2 separate regions of the Mus musculus genome follow, and region 2 is linked to region 1. Evidence: chromatin contacts called from public HiChIP or PLAC-seq data. All regions are on one chromosome and are shown on one strand. Each heading gives the region's core, a stretch centred on a gene start, on an enhancer-like site or on the middle of the called end of the contact. The rest is flanking DNA. Distances are from core to core; before and after follow the strand shown.

The links. HiChIP or PLAC-seq counts read pairs in DNA pulled down with a chosen protein or histone mark.
Region 2: a contact with region 1 is called in an H3K27ac HiChIP or PLAC-seq map of embryonic stem cells, with 12 read pairs. The contact joins two enhancer-like sites. A contact is called at or near these places in 1 of 15 datasets of contacts at CTCF or cohesin (the NIH/3T3 cell line), 10 of 484 Hi-C or Micro-C datasets (cerebral cortex, double positive thymocytes, embryonic stem cells and 5 more) and 8 of 115 datasets of contacts at active chromatin or transcription factors (bone marrow-derived macrophages, double positive thymocytes, embryonic fibroblasts and 3 more).

What each region holds. Positions count from the first base shown.
Region 1 is chr2:52,909,818-52,916,671 of GRCm38.p6, reverse strand. The region is part of intron 1 of Fmnl2 (formin-like 2); the gene reads right to left. Among named protein-coding and RNA genes, the nearest start is that of Fmnl2, 55 kb to the right of the region's middle. Within about 2 kb of position 3,206, at least 21 of the 459 cell types and tissues checked have an H3K27ac peak or open chromatin away from gene starts, as enhancers often do. A contact at or near this core is called in embryonic stem cells, where this site is marked.
Region 2 is chr2:52,950,883-52,957,736 of GRCm38.p6, reverse strand. The region is part of intron 1 of Fmnl2 (formin-like 2); the gene reads right to left. Among named protein-coding and RNA genes, the nearest start is that of Gm52511, 54 kb to the left of the region's middle. Within about 2 kb of position 2,491, at least 188 of the 459 cell types and tissues checked have an H3K27ac peak or open chromatin away from gene starts, as enhancers often do. A contact at or near this core is called in embryonic stem cells, where this site is marked.

The sequences.
Region 1 (6,854 bases), core at 1,957-4,456:
CGGATTATGAAGTTAAAACCCAAACTTTAGCCTTTGGGTCACACTACTCTCATTAAGAAAAAAATGTTAAAAGGGCACAGAAGGCATTTCCTATAGTCATAAAATAATGTGGTGCTTTAAAAAACAAAATCTTAATGACAGACATGCCACCAATGGGACAGATAACTATATATGGAACATAGAGTTAGTTCCTAGTGGCCAAATCTGATCAAAGAGAAATAGTATATTACCACCAAAGTACAGAATAACCATCCATAAGTCCACGGAGGCATAATGTATCAGGGAGACAGGGTCGGTCTGCACCACCTAGGCTGACCTTTGACCCACAGCATAGCGGAGGATGACCCTGAACTTCTGACCCTCCCATGCTAAATTATGGGTGTGTACTACCCCACCAACTTAATAAATAGATGAACGGGGGGGGGGGGGGGGAGACAAACGTCCCATGAGAAGAATTCCAAATAAGCTAGCCTGCTACTTCACACCTTAAGGAGGAGAGGCACTAGGGCACCACCCAGTCACTAAGGGTGGAGCTGCTCAGAGAATTCCTCAGAAAGCAGCGGGTAAGGGAAGGACAACTGTTTGTGGGTTTTGGTTTGTTTGTTTGTTTGTTTGTTTTTAAAGTTCAAATGGAAAAACCTGTCAGTCTGGCTTTTGGAAGGTGACTGGGGTAGCCCATCGAGTTCATACCTTGCTCTTGAAGGGACGTGAAGGAAGCAGCACTTGGCCTCTGAGTCTGCCCTCAGAGCCTGCTGCCTTACTCTAACCGTCAGAGAGGACCCCACTAATCCCAGTGGAAGGACAAACTACATATGCCCAACAGAACTCTGGGCAAACTATCAAAGAAGAGAGATGACTGCACTCCAAACCAGCACAGAACACAGAGCAAGCAAAGCACACAGCACCGCTGATGGGATCCAAGAACCAAACCAGGGCATCACGTGACACCAAGGAGCCAGAACAAAGCACACATTTAAATAATGATGTGTCCCTTACCAAGACAAACGAACAATAATAACTAGTAGAAAATGCTAGTGAGATAAGCGGGGTGTGTGCTGTCTACCCTATCTTAATGTAGATGGTAGAGTTTATTAAAGAAAATCAAAATATAAGAGGACTAAGAGCTGTCCACCAGGGCTGCAGTGGATAACAAGTGAAATTCACCTGTCTGTGTCTCGCGTCCTTGTCAACTAGGAAGTCCTGAAGGAAACTCAGCTGGGCTCCTGGATTTTTGTTCCTCCTAAAAGCGGAACCATTCTCAAGATAGTCTAGATTTTATTCAATGGACAAAGATTTTGGAGACTATGAAGATGGAAGGAATTCTACAGTATGCATTGCAAGGTTAGGACATCTTTTTAAAATTAATTAGTTAATTAAAAAAAAAAAAAAAAAAAAAACAAACTGAACTACCTGGCCTGCTGAAGGCAAAGGGACCTCAGGCAGACTCAACTCCACCCACCCACCCTCTGACTTAAAGGGTCTCCCTCCTCCTCTTGTCTTACTACTATTTTTAAATGGGAGCAAGTCTTTGCACACATGTGGGCTTTTAAAGGATTAAACACAATGCCGGGATTTCTTTTTCCTTTGAATCTCTTTCTGATCAATTCCTTAAGACCTATAAATACAGCTTTAAGCAATGATAATAACTGATTATTCACCAAGCACCTGTCAGAAAGCAACTTGAGGTTCAAAGCTAAAGGGGGTGGGAGTGGGGAGCCTGGAGAAAAAGAAAAGCCTCAGTCCACACACACACACACACACACACACACACACACACACACACACACACTTAAACATACATCCTCTTCCATCAATGGTTCTCTTAAACACCCTTGATGAGTTGTTTAGGAACTTCTGTAAGACAGCATTTATGACCCTGGCGAATGCCTATAATTCCCAGAGCTGAGGTCTGCTCCTTCCCTACTCACATCACTTCTTGATACTCTACCCCAGAAGTGTGGTCAAATCACTGAGTTGAGAGGTTTTCAAGTCCATGCTGCCTCTAGTACAGTTCCCAATATCTTGCCATCCATAACTCTGAAAACAAAGTCACAAAATGTTTACAACCCAATAAAGTATCAAACCTTTTGTTGATACTGTCTGCCACCTAATTACTCATTAGATAAGAGTTTGAGGAATTAATTACAGAATTACAATCCCTTAACAGTGGTCCTCAATTATGGGAACCCCTCCCCTTCCAAAAACAAAAAACAAACAAACAAACAAACAAAAAAAAAAAAACCAAGCCGGGCATGGTTGCACACACCTTTAATCCCAGCACTCGGAAGGCAGAGGCAGGTGTATTTCTGAGTTCGAGGCCAGCCTGGTCTACAAAGTGAGTGCCAGGACAGCCAGGGCTACACAGAGAAACCCTGTCTCCAAAAAAACAAAAAACAAAAAACAAAAAAAAAAACCTACATTAAGCAAAGTGTAGACATTGCTATCCAAAATTACTCACTAGTACCCATTACATAGTGACCAAGGATGCCATTTAAACATCCTGCAACTCACAGTTCATTCTCCATATCATCAGCTACTTGACCTAAATTAATGCCAAGCAGAGTTAAGACTAACAAACCCATTCTAAAGCTATAAAGGAACCCAGAAACTGCATAAAAACCCAGGTAGGCAGCAAGTCAGCAGGCCCCTCCCCCATCCTCACAGCCTGCCCAGGCCCTGAAACTTGACTTTGATTGACAAAGCCTTCCCCACAAGCTGCTGATTTACAGGGCCATTCTTTCAAGCACTGTTTGTCATTCGGTTTTGACAGCGCCCAGAGTTCAGAAAGCTCTTATACGCTGCTCTGAAAGTAGTCAAATACTGGTTCATTTACAAAAAGCGTTCACAATCATTGGAAGTCTACCTGAGAGAAAGGGGCAGTCCTTGAGGCTTTAGCAATACCGAGAGCACTCAACCTGGGGAATTTCTAATTCCCCCACTGCTTTGAACTAGATTTTATTCCTAGTTTATAGATGAGGATCAGAGAAACTAAGATTTTTGCCTCAAGCTATATAACCTGAGTAAATCCAAGAACCCCGTTCTTTCCACTCAGCTAACCTCTGCAACTCCAGGGGGCCTTACTCTTTAGACACCAAGGTAACCAAGGGGACACCACGGGGAGTTAACAAACTCAGCAAGCCAATGCCAGTACTGACTCTGGGGGACATCAGGCATTTATAGGGCTAGGGTTGTCTACATTTCCTTTTTCCTTTTTATAAAACCACAACCAAAACCTAGGACCTTATGCAAGTGCTCTACCACTCAGCTCTATCCCCAGCCTCCCTCCTTTGGTTTGTTTTTATTTTTTACTTTAAGACAGGCTCTCATTAGCTTGTCTGTGCTGGCACTGAATTCAAGATCCCTCTGCCTAGGTTCTCAAGTGCCAGAACTACAGGTACGCACCACTATGCTTGGCCTGTGTCCACTTTTCTTAAAAACGAAAACAAAATAAAAACCAGCCTCCACAGAGAGAAACACCAAAGTGAAAAGGGAGAGGAATAAAAGTTACAGAGCACGCAGGTGCACACATGTGTGTGCATGTACACACCCACACCCACACATGCATGTGCACACATTCAACACTTTGCCAACTGAAAGTGTATCACTTCACTCTGTCTCATTTTATTTTCCTATATCATATCAGAAAAGTAAATTTGGACTAGAGAGATGGCTCAGCAGTTAGGAGGACCAACTGCTCTTTTGGAGGTCCTGAGTTCGATTCCCAGCAACCACATGGTGGCTCACAACCATCTGTAACGGGATTTGATGCCCTCTTCTGGTGTGTCTGAAGACAGCTACAGTGTACTCATATACATAAAATTAAAAAATAAATCTTAAAAAAAGAAAAAAGAAGAAAGAAAAGAACATTTTAATTGTTTTGGAAGGTACAAGAACAATTCCATCAGGTAATTAGGATATCCCAAAATCAATTCCTTTCTAACCAGTTCCAAAAACTAAAAAAAAAAAAAAAAAAAAAAAAAGTTGAATTGTCTAGATATTTACCCTAAATCTCCCAACATCTTGCCCATCTGGTTTCCTTGCAAGTCACCCAGCTAAGTCATCTGTGTATGTGATTTTCAGTCCTTCAAACCAAAGTTACTCCATTTATTAGTGGAAAGAGAAAAAGGTTTCCTTACAATTTCCCTTCCTGTGTGGAGAAGCAGGACTGAGTCAACTCTAACATCCTCAAACAAAACACTAAATCCAATACAGATAAACCTGACGTGTTATTTCCCATCAGCCAATTTTACAACAGTACTAATTGTGATTTTGAAAGGATGACAACACGCTCTGGATGAAGCAAAAGGGGTAATATATTTATTTAGTCTACAAATTCGCAGAATAGTGAACTTGCCAAAAGTGTTACACCTCCATGGTCTTGTGATTCATTAAGCAAGATGATCACTTACAGAGCTTCTAAGATAGCAAAGAAGAACCATCTTACCCTAGGTTTTGGCTTTTGTCGGGCTTGTTTGTTTGTTTGTTTGTTTGTTTTTAGAGGATGCATTTAAGCAACACTCTTTGAATAACTGTTACTCTCAACTCTAAGTACATTTGTCTTAAGCATGTACACTGTGTTTCTTTTTTTCCTTTTTAAATCTTCCATGAAGACAAGCCTTAATCAGGGAAGGAAAGAAGACAGATGTCTGTATTCCAAAACTCTCAGAAGTACTGAAGTTTGCTCCTATTCAAGCCCCATCTATGGCCAGGACCTGCAAGCCTCTAGATAAATGCTTTCTTCAGAAACGAGAGGGATGACAGCCACGAATTAACAGTGCACAGAGGGTCTGACTGGATGCCTTAGCCAGCAAGTCCTGCAACAACGAGTGGGTCAGTGACAATATTGTTCAATGCATTCATTTGAGAAATGACCAGCTCTTCAGTCTCCCTCCATTTTTTTTGTGTTGTTTTGTTTTCTTTTGTTTGGTTTAGGCCACCTAGGTCCAAATAGCAAATAAAGTATATGACTTCTAACGCAGCCTTAAGGGACAAGTAATTCCCTCCTATAAAGTCAGAATTGTATCCAGCCAAACTCTTCAATTTTTCCAATGTGGAAACACTTAGCAGTGGCTGTTCCAAGGCTTAGTCCACATCTAAGACATTAAAAGAAATGAGAGAAGGGGGAGACGTGTGGGCACAGAGATTCGTCTCTGCAGAAATGCCATGATTAAACAGCCAGGCTTACATTTGTAGAACCACATTAAAGACTTCAGAATCCTCCCCTCTCTCCAGAGTGACAACACTTAAGCAAAACCTTTCTGCTAAAGGCAGGGGTTCTTAAAAATTATCTGAAAAATAAAAGACCCCCCTCATGACTTTTGTTCTCATTTTAAGAAGAAAAAAAAATAGCCATTTTCTTAATTTCCCAATTTCATTTATCCTGTTTCTCTCAACTGGTCGTTGGTCAAAGCATATTTGAAAGACAAGGCCAGAGCCAATTATCCCAAGAACAAACAGTATTCTGCTAAAGGCTTATAAAAATAAATTTGGCTTCCAAAAAAGAATTCAAGAATTCCACATTGTCCTCTCTTCTCCCGTAAGCCTGTTGATTTTTTTTTTTTTTAACTCGTTACTATTTTTCTCCAAATTCTTTCTGGGGAGGGATATTAAAGAAAAATCTCTAAGTATACCAATGTAGTTTCGCTATAAAAACACAGTTTGCATATTTCAAATCAAAAGATTTGCATTGCAGGAGAGGCCCTTGGTCCTGTGAAGGTTCTATGCCCCAGTATAGGGGAATGCCAGAACCAGGAATGGGAGTGGGTGAGTTGGGGAGAAGGGAGAAGGGGGAAGGGGAGGGGAGGGGGATTTTTGGAGAGGAAACGAGGAAAGGGGATAACATTTGAAATGTAAATAAAGAAAATATCTAAAAAAAAAAAATTTTGCATTGCAACTCGGCTTGAATAATTTTTGGTGATATTAACAACCAAAGCGCCTTAGCCCTTCTCTCACGTCAGCTGAACTGAGAGCTGACCTGGCTCAAGTCTCACAGGAAGGCCATCCCTCCAAATTTACCTTCCCAGATTGTGTTCAACAGGTTTATGTTTATTCTCAAATCACAATTTAAATCACTTCAGTATCTCAATCTAACTTCTTATTCTAAGAGATCAATCCGGGTAATAGCCAAGGACCACTGTGGAGGCTCAATATTGGAACGAGCTTATTAGTAACAACCTTGTGGGGCTAGAATCAAGACACCAATTTCATTGAAACCCAAAGTCCCTTGGATGGGATTTTTTCTTCAGGCTGAGGTACTCCATTCAAGCTCTTGCCTAGAACTTGTCCTTTCTATTCTTTGTAGAAGAATAGAAATTTCTAGAAGTTGCCCTTTCTATTCTTTGCATCCCAAGCACTACTCTAGAACATGTCTTTAGACACGTGGTTCTCAAGCTGTGGGTCACGACCCCTTTAAGGGTCACATATCACATATCCTGCATATTAGATATTTGCTTTACAATTCACAGCAATAGCAAAATTTCAGTTATTCAGCAGTAAAATTACAGTTATGGAGTAGCAACAAAAATAATTTTATGGGGCTGAAGAGATAGCTCAGCAGTTAAGAGCACTGACTCCTCTCCCTGAGTTCAATTCCCAGTAACCACATGGTGGCTCACAACCACCTGTAATGGGATCCGATGCTCTCTCTTCTTGGGTGTCTGAAGAGAGTGACAGGGTACTCTCATACATTAAAAAAAAAAAAAAAATCAATAAATCTTTAAAAAGAATTATTTTATGGCTGAGGGTCATCACAACACGAGGAACTGGATGAAAGGGTCGCACCGTTAGGAAGGTTGAAAGCCACTGCTTTAGCCTCTTGTGTGGGGTTTGCTACCTCATGTCACACAGCACCACGG
Region 2 (6,854 bases), core at 1,242-3,741, 42 kb before region 1:
TGAGTGGCCAGCCACACTCTGGAAGTAAAGTAAAGGTCACACTGCACAGGTACAAGATTCTGTCCGATTTCTAAAGATCATCTTGAAGGACGGAGTGGTTGAGCCAGAGGCTGCTGGTGAGATTTTGGGGAGTGGAGAGAACAGTGAAACCCTACCAGTGGAAAGGAGAAAGTCAGGCAGCAGGAGACCTAGCAGAGGAGAGCTGGCTGCAAGTGACATGCACCTACAACTGTGGGAGCGCCTATGTGTCCTGCAGATACCAACACCAATCATGCCTTTCTAAATAGAAGAACTTAAGAATAACCTAGTTAAAAAAAAAAAAAAGAAATGTTTTAAAAAATATATATATATATATACATACATACATACATACACACACACACACACACACACACACACACACACATATATACACACACTATATAAATATATATGGGGAGGGGGGTTCGAGACAGGGTTTCTCTGTATAGCCCTAGCTGTCCTGGAACTCACTTTGTAGACCAGGCTGGCCTCGAACTCAGAAATCTGCCTGCCTCTGCCTCCCGAGTGCGGGAATGCCAGGACCAAGAAGTGCATTTAATTGGTTATCAAGGCAAGCCTACAAATCTTGTCGAAGAGCACTCTCCAAGGATAGTGATCATCTCCTCCTCCTCCTCCTCCTCCTCCTCCTCCTCCCCTCCATCACTCAGGAGTCAGTACAGAATCTCAGTCAGTATATCATTTCATCTGGAGACCCTTCATCTGCTTCAGGGAAAGACCTCTCTTATAGCCAATTGTCAAGGAATGGTGTTTGTGTTTTTTTTTTCTTTTGCTGGTACCGTTGCAGGGGTGAAGAACATATGGAGACAGGGAGGTGAGTGGGGTTGTGCTGCATGATGTGAAATTCACAAAGTATCGCTAAAAAGGGTATTTTCCCCTTAAAAAAATCTTAGATGAAAGAGAGAGAGAGAGAGAGAGAGAGAGAGAGAGAAAGAGAGAAAGAGAAAGAGAGAGAGAGAAAGAAAGAAAGAAAGAAAGAAAGAAAGAAAGAAAGAAAGAAAGAGGGAGGAAGGAAGTAGAGAGAAAGAGAAAAGAAAGAGAGGGAGGGAGGGAGAAAGGAAGGATGGAAGGAAGGAAGGAAGGAAGGAAGGAAGGAAGGAAGGAAGGGGAGAGGGAAAGAGAAAGAGGAGAGAAAGAAAGAAAGAGAGAGAGAAAGAAAGAAAGAGGAAGGAAGTAGAGAGAGAGAAAGAGAGAAAAGAAAGAAAGAGAGGGAGGGGGGAGAAAGGAAGGAGAGAGGGAAAGAGAAAGAGAGAAAGAGAGAGAGAGAGAGAGAAAGAAAGAAAGAAAGAAAGAAAGAAAGAAAGAAAGAAAGAAAGAAAGAAAGAAAGAAAGAGAGAGAGGAGAATATGATACATTCAGGACTCCCAGCAAGGTGCAAGTGGATCTGTACAAAAACTCTGCATCTTGGGATTCAGTGAGACTTCTGGGCAGATGCTTCCTAAGTACACAGGGACTCAGTGACAGTAGCTCGTCACTCAAGTGGCTATGTCAGAAAAGAACGAAAGTGACTGTGGTGCCTCCAGACATCAGGAAAGGTCATGATGTTGGAGACTGAAATCTTGCCTCCGGCCTTGGAGGGCCCAAGGAACCGTATCAACGGCATCACACCCTCATTTATATCCTCATACACAGGAGCAGCAGGACACACTGACTCACACACATGCTTGCTCAACTCTCCAGTGTTCATCAGATTTCAATTCCATCAGAACAGACTAAGAAGACGTCTGCGAAAGTCTGCTGGTAACTTACGGGGCCATTTACCTCCACGGAACCAGAATTTACCTAGGCGGGCAAAACTCTTCCTTCTGTGCTGGCTCAACACTTCCCATCAGGATGAGGGAAAGCAGAGATCTCTCTTGCTCCCTGGAGGCTACCCTGGAATGAGTTGACCCTCAAAGGCACCATCTCCACAGCTCTTAAGGAAAGCAGTCCAAAGAAGAAAGTTTTAATGATGGAATTAAGTCCGGTAGAAAACAAGTGAGAAAAACCACGATGGGGTAAAGTACCCTCAAATCCATGTCTACTCAACCCAAATATAACACTGGCCCTGGGGGTAGGCAGGTGGGGTCTAGACAGCTCTCTCCTTCACATCTCATATTCCTGTAGATATTTATCAAATTTCTCCCTTCTAAATCTTCAGTTTGTTTGAGCCCTCCTACAACATATAAACATATTCTTCCATGACAGTAAGAAGGGACATTTTTCAGCTGCATGTTGCCCCTTGCCTTTTACTCTGCTCTCTCTAGTTCGCCAACCAAGCGATCTTCCAGAATACAATGTGCACATAGTTCCTAGCCCGTCACTCTGAAACTCACTGGCTGGCTGCCTTCTGCTTTTTCCAAACCACTGAGAACTGCCCCCTCCCCCCACGGGTGATCTCAGTGTCTAGCCCAGAGCCTGGCTCAAAGCAGGCTGAGTCAGCACTGAGTAAAAGCACACAAGGCCACACCCTGAGCATGAATGAACTTCCTCTGCTTAGAAAACACGTAGTCCCGTGCTCCCTGTGACAGCGCTGCTCGCTGCTGCTCTTCCCATGGGTTCAACTCTCCACCCTCTGCTGACATGCACAACATAAAATCAACACAGTCAGTTACCTCTTTGCTAAAGGCCATTGTTAGAGTTGAGATCTTTAGTGTCCCCAAAGGCCCATGTGCTAAAGGTTTACTTGCCAAACTGTGGTACGACTGGGAGATGATGGAACCCCACCAGGAGGTGGGCTTAATAGGAGGAAATTAGGTGACCAGAAGGGTGCACTTGAAGGTAATATTCAGACCCTGAGCCCTGTTGACTCATTTTGCTTCCTGGCCACCACGAGGTGAATAGTTTTTCTGTTTCCTGCCATGATGTTCTGCCTTACAACAGACCCCAAAACAAAGGCCAGGAAAGACAGACGCCTCCGAAGCAATGAGCTTAATTAATCTTTCCTTCTATTAAGTTTCCTCTGAAACTTTGTCATGGCAACAGAAGGCTGACTAACACAGCCAATATACCCAAAACCATATTAGACATAGGAAAAGCACATGATATTATCATCATCCTGGTCCACAGATCATTGTTTGTGTGCTTCTCATTCCAGTGACTATCACCACCATCATGGTGGCCCACAAAAGAAACCCGAGGGTGGCCTCTGCTTCAGTTCTCACGGCTAAAAAAAAATACCATCTGTAAGTAGCTCTTGACAGACCCACTTTCCATATCATTTTTGTCACTGCCTTGTTCAAGACATGAGCAGACTACGTAGCACTGGCCTTTAAACTTATAATCCTCCTGAATCAGACATGAGTGCCAGGATGCATGTCTCCATCTGTTCATAAGATTAATTCTCAACTGAAACAGTTGCTTCCTTCCCGCTGTCTATTCTAACGGAAGCCTAGGAGACCACTCTCAAGGACCAGAAAGTTCCCTAAGGGTGATGAGCCCTCAGAGGAGTAGTGGCATGTTGTCGAACCCCAGACCTACTAGATAACAATCCCTTCCAGCAAGGCCCAAGCAACTTGAAGGTTTTTGTTGTCAGTTGTTTTTATTTTAGGGGCTGGGGGAAATGACCACTGCTGTTTTTGATTGTGACAGGTTCTGGCTGTATAATGCAAACTCAGGGACCTCCTGCCACAGTCTTTTCAGTGTGGGGACAGCATGTGGGGACAGCAGGCATGCATCACTGCCCCAGCTTCTCAGTTCATATCCTAGCAAGCCCTCCAGATGATAGAGGTGCACAATGAAGTTAGAGAACCAAGACTCTGCTCACATCCCAGCCAGCTCAAAGTCTTCACTGATGTGTCACTGACCCTACAACCAAGTTGTAGTTCCAAGATGCCATTTACTGATCGCAGCAAGGATTCTAAGGAGAGCCTAACAAACGGAACTGATACTGGGTCAGCCTCGGGGTGGGCTCTGGAAAAGGTACTGATGGTAGGATACCAAATCAGCGCCTGAGATGAAAACTGGCTCACTGGGTAAACTGATGATCCCGAGGAGGCAAAACAGGCAGGCAAAGGAAACTTTCTTCCTTTCCTTTCCTTTCAGGTTCCAAAACTGTATCCAGCCCTTACCCTACAATTCCATCCCCCTTTGCCAAAGGCAGAAGATCCTCCACAACAGATATTTAACACGCAAATCCCCAGCTACAAAGTAATAAAATAAAAGCACCCCAGGAAACCAAGTGACAGCTCCTTTCTCCATGGATGTCTAGACCTATATATCTCATGCACTTGCAACTGGCCTGCCAGGTTCCTCAGTCATTTGCTGAAGCAGATCTCCTCTAACTGCACGGCCACAGCCCTCACTATCTACTAAACTCAGTTACAATCACACATCTGCTTAGAAACCTATCACTAGCATGTGATAAATCTTAGCACTCTATAGAGCTCCCCTAGTTAAGCATGCTATGTGTGCAAATATTCTCTTCCAGCTACAGCACAGAACTCAACGGTATTGAGACTCTGGTACCCGTGCAATAGTTTAACTTCTCATGGACCGAAGTGCTTTCTAAGCAGCTTTGCTTTCAGAGTAAGTGGGTCAAAGAAACGGACAACCAATCTGACTCCAACTCTAACATCTCATGGCTCACCATCTCATTCAGTGGTCTACAGTTATTAGACAGTCTATGGTGTTGCTAATTAAAACACCAGCCTGAGATACTGTTCAAGGCCAAGACCAGGTTGGGCTATATAAACAATCAAACAAGAAAGCTCTAGGCTCCAGGCTCATACTTCCAAATACTCACCAAGAGACCTTTGCCTTCTTACACCTCCCGAGTTACAAATGTCAGTGTGAAGGAAGTTTTGCTTTGATTCCTACCATTTTATGCAAGTTGAAAAGTCTATGTTATGCACGCTGACAAGATTTAGCAGTATTTCAGGAACAAATAAGAATTTAAAAATCTTTTGATAGCAAGGTTCCTCTTAACTAACATTCTCCTAATTGCACCTGCTTTGTTGCGGTGTGAAAAGTTATGAACACACACGCAAGAAAATATTGTCAGTTTGCCTGTTCTCTGATCGGCAAGGACACACAGCCCCTATAAGAACACATTCTTTGTGGACTCTTTCTATTTTACTTTGTAACCACAGTCAACCTTTGTAAACCACAAGATACACATCTAGGAGGACTTCTGAAACAACTCATCCCTCAAGAATGAGTCCTGTGGCGACACCTCAATTCCACCTTCCAAGAAAATACAATTTTTCCTCCAAGGCTTTCCTCCGACAGATTCCTGATGCACGAGATAGAGTGAGGCACTCTGTACCCTGCCCTCATCAGCAGCCCTTGGGCAAGAAGCAGGATGAGATAACAGTTATGGCCAGAAGGATAACCAAGGTCTGACTCAAGCACAAAGTCACAGCATGTTCCCTTACCACATTTCTCTCGAGCGTCACAAAAGCACCAAAGCCCCAACTCTAACTTTAGATTATGGCTGGCTGGTGGACCTTTTAAGTTGACACACTCTCTGTATCTTATCTTAGATATGCACAGCAGAAAGGGCCACATGGCTGATTAAACCAGCCCCAGACCCAGTTCAAAGCCAGAACTGGATTATATGAGACCCTGTCTCAATAAATAAGTAAAACAGAAAACTCCAGGCTCGTCCTTCCAAAGAATCAGGAGAGCCTTGCCCTTTGAACACCTGACCTTTACATAAGGTCATTACTGACTTCTCACCAGCTGTGAGTGTGTACACCTGTAGTCCCCAAAGGACAACCTCCACTCTGAAGCCACCTTAAGGTGTACAGGGAGACCCCAGCTCAAAACAACAAGTAACGAGCTAACTACAAAATGGCATTAACTCTTCTGTCCACTTCTATAAACATGACCAATTGTACTGATGGTGTACATTCTCCCCTCCTGCCATCTATCTCTAACTCACACAGAGCCCAGGAGATACAGATGCTGATAAGTAACACCGTCACAGGCCAGGGTGCTAATGAAAAGCTGCTGAGCTGCAACCTAGCAACCCCAGCTGCGAGGACAGTTTTCAGGTCAAGGATGTGAACAGCAGCCCCACCTTACAAATGAAAGGTTTCAAAACACCCTTTAAAAAAAAACTTATTTTTTAAAGTTTTTTTTAATTACATTAAAGCTTTACTTAGTTACAAAATGTCCATTATGTAAAAGAAAACAAAGTTTGGCTTAATTGTAAAGACAACAACAACAAAATCCCAAAACATAAACACACGACTACTTCTCATCTCAAAAAAAAAAGCAATGTTAAAGCTACCAGACCACTCAGTTCTCAGCTTACAAGATGGATATAAGAACTTTTCATATTTACAGGAGCCATGGAACATTTCAGTAGACGTGTACACTATACAGGTTCAAATAGGGACACACATATTATCTCCTTAAATGTTTATTATTCCTTTCTGGTGACAGCATTCAAAATCCGTCTATTCTCTTGGAAATATAAACTGCTTTTAAATAGCCCTTCCCTCTGGTTACATTTTAGTTTTGTCAAGTCCCATGTGGTACTTGTTACCAGGGAACTTTTACTCTTAAAGCCAAACCTCCAACTCAAATTGGGGCATTAAATCTATACTCAAAAGCCACGGCAATTCTCATACACACAAAACACAAATACACCACACCACGCCCACAATTAAACTGACCTCCCTTCAACTTATGTGACAGTCAAAATTCAGAATCTTAATTTGCTTAAATGAGAGTAAATGGGAATTTTTTTTCATTTGATTATGCTTTCAACTACAAATGAACTGCTTTTGTTATTTCTTAATATTAACTACTGGAAACATAGGTGTGGGCAACTGAAAATTGGAGCATTTTTTATTAGTAAGTAAAATTCTAGTTTAGGAAAGAGTTTA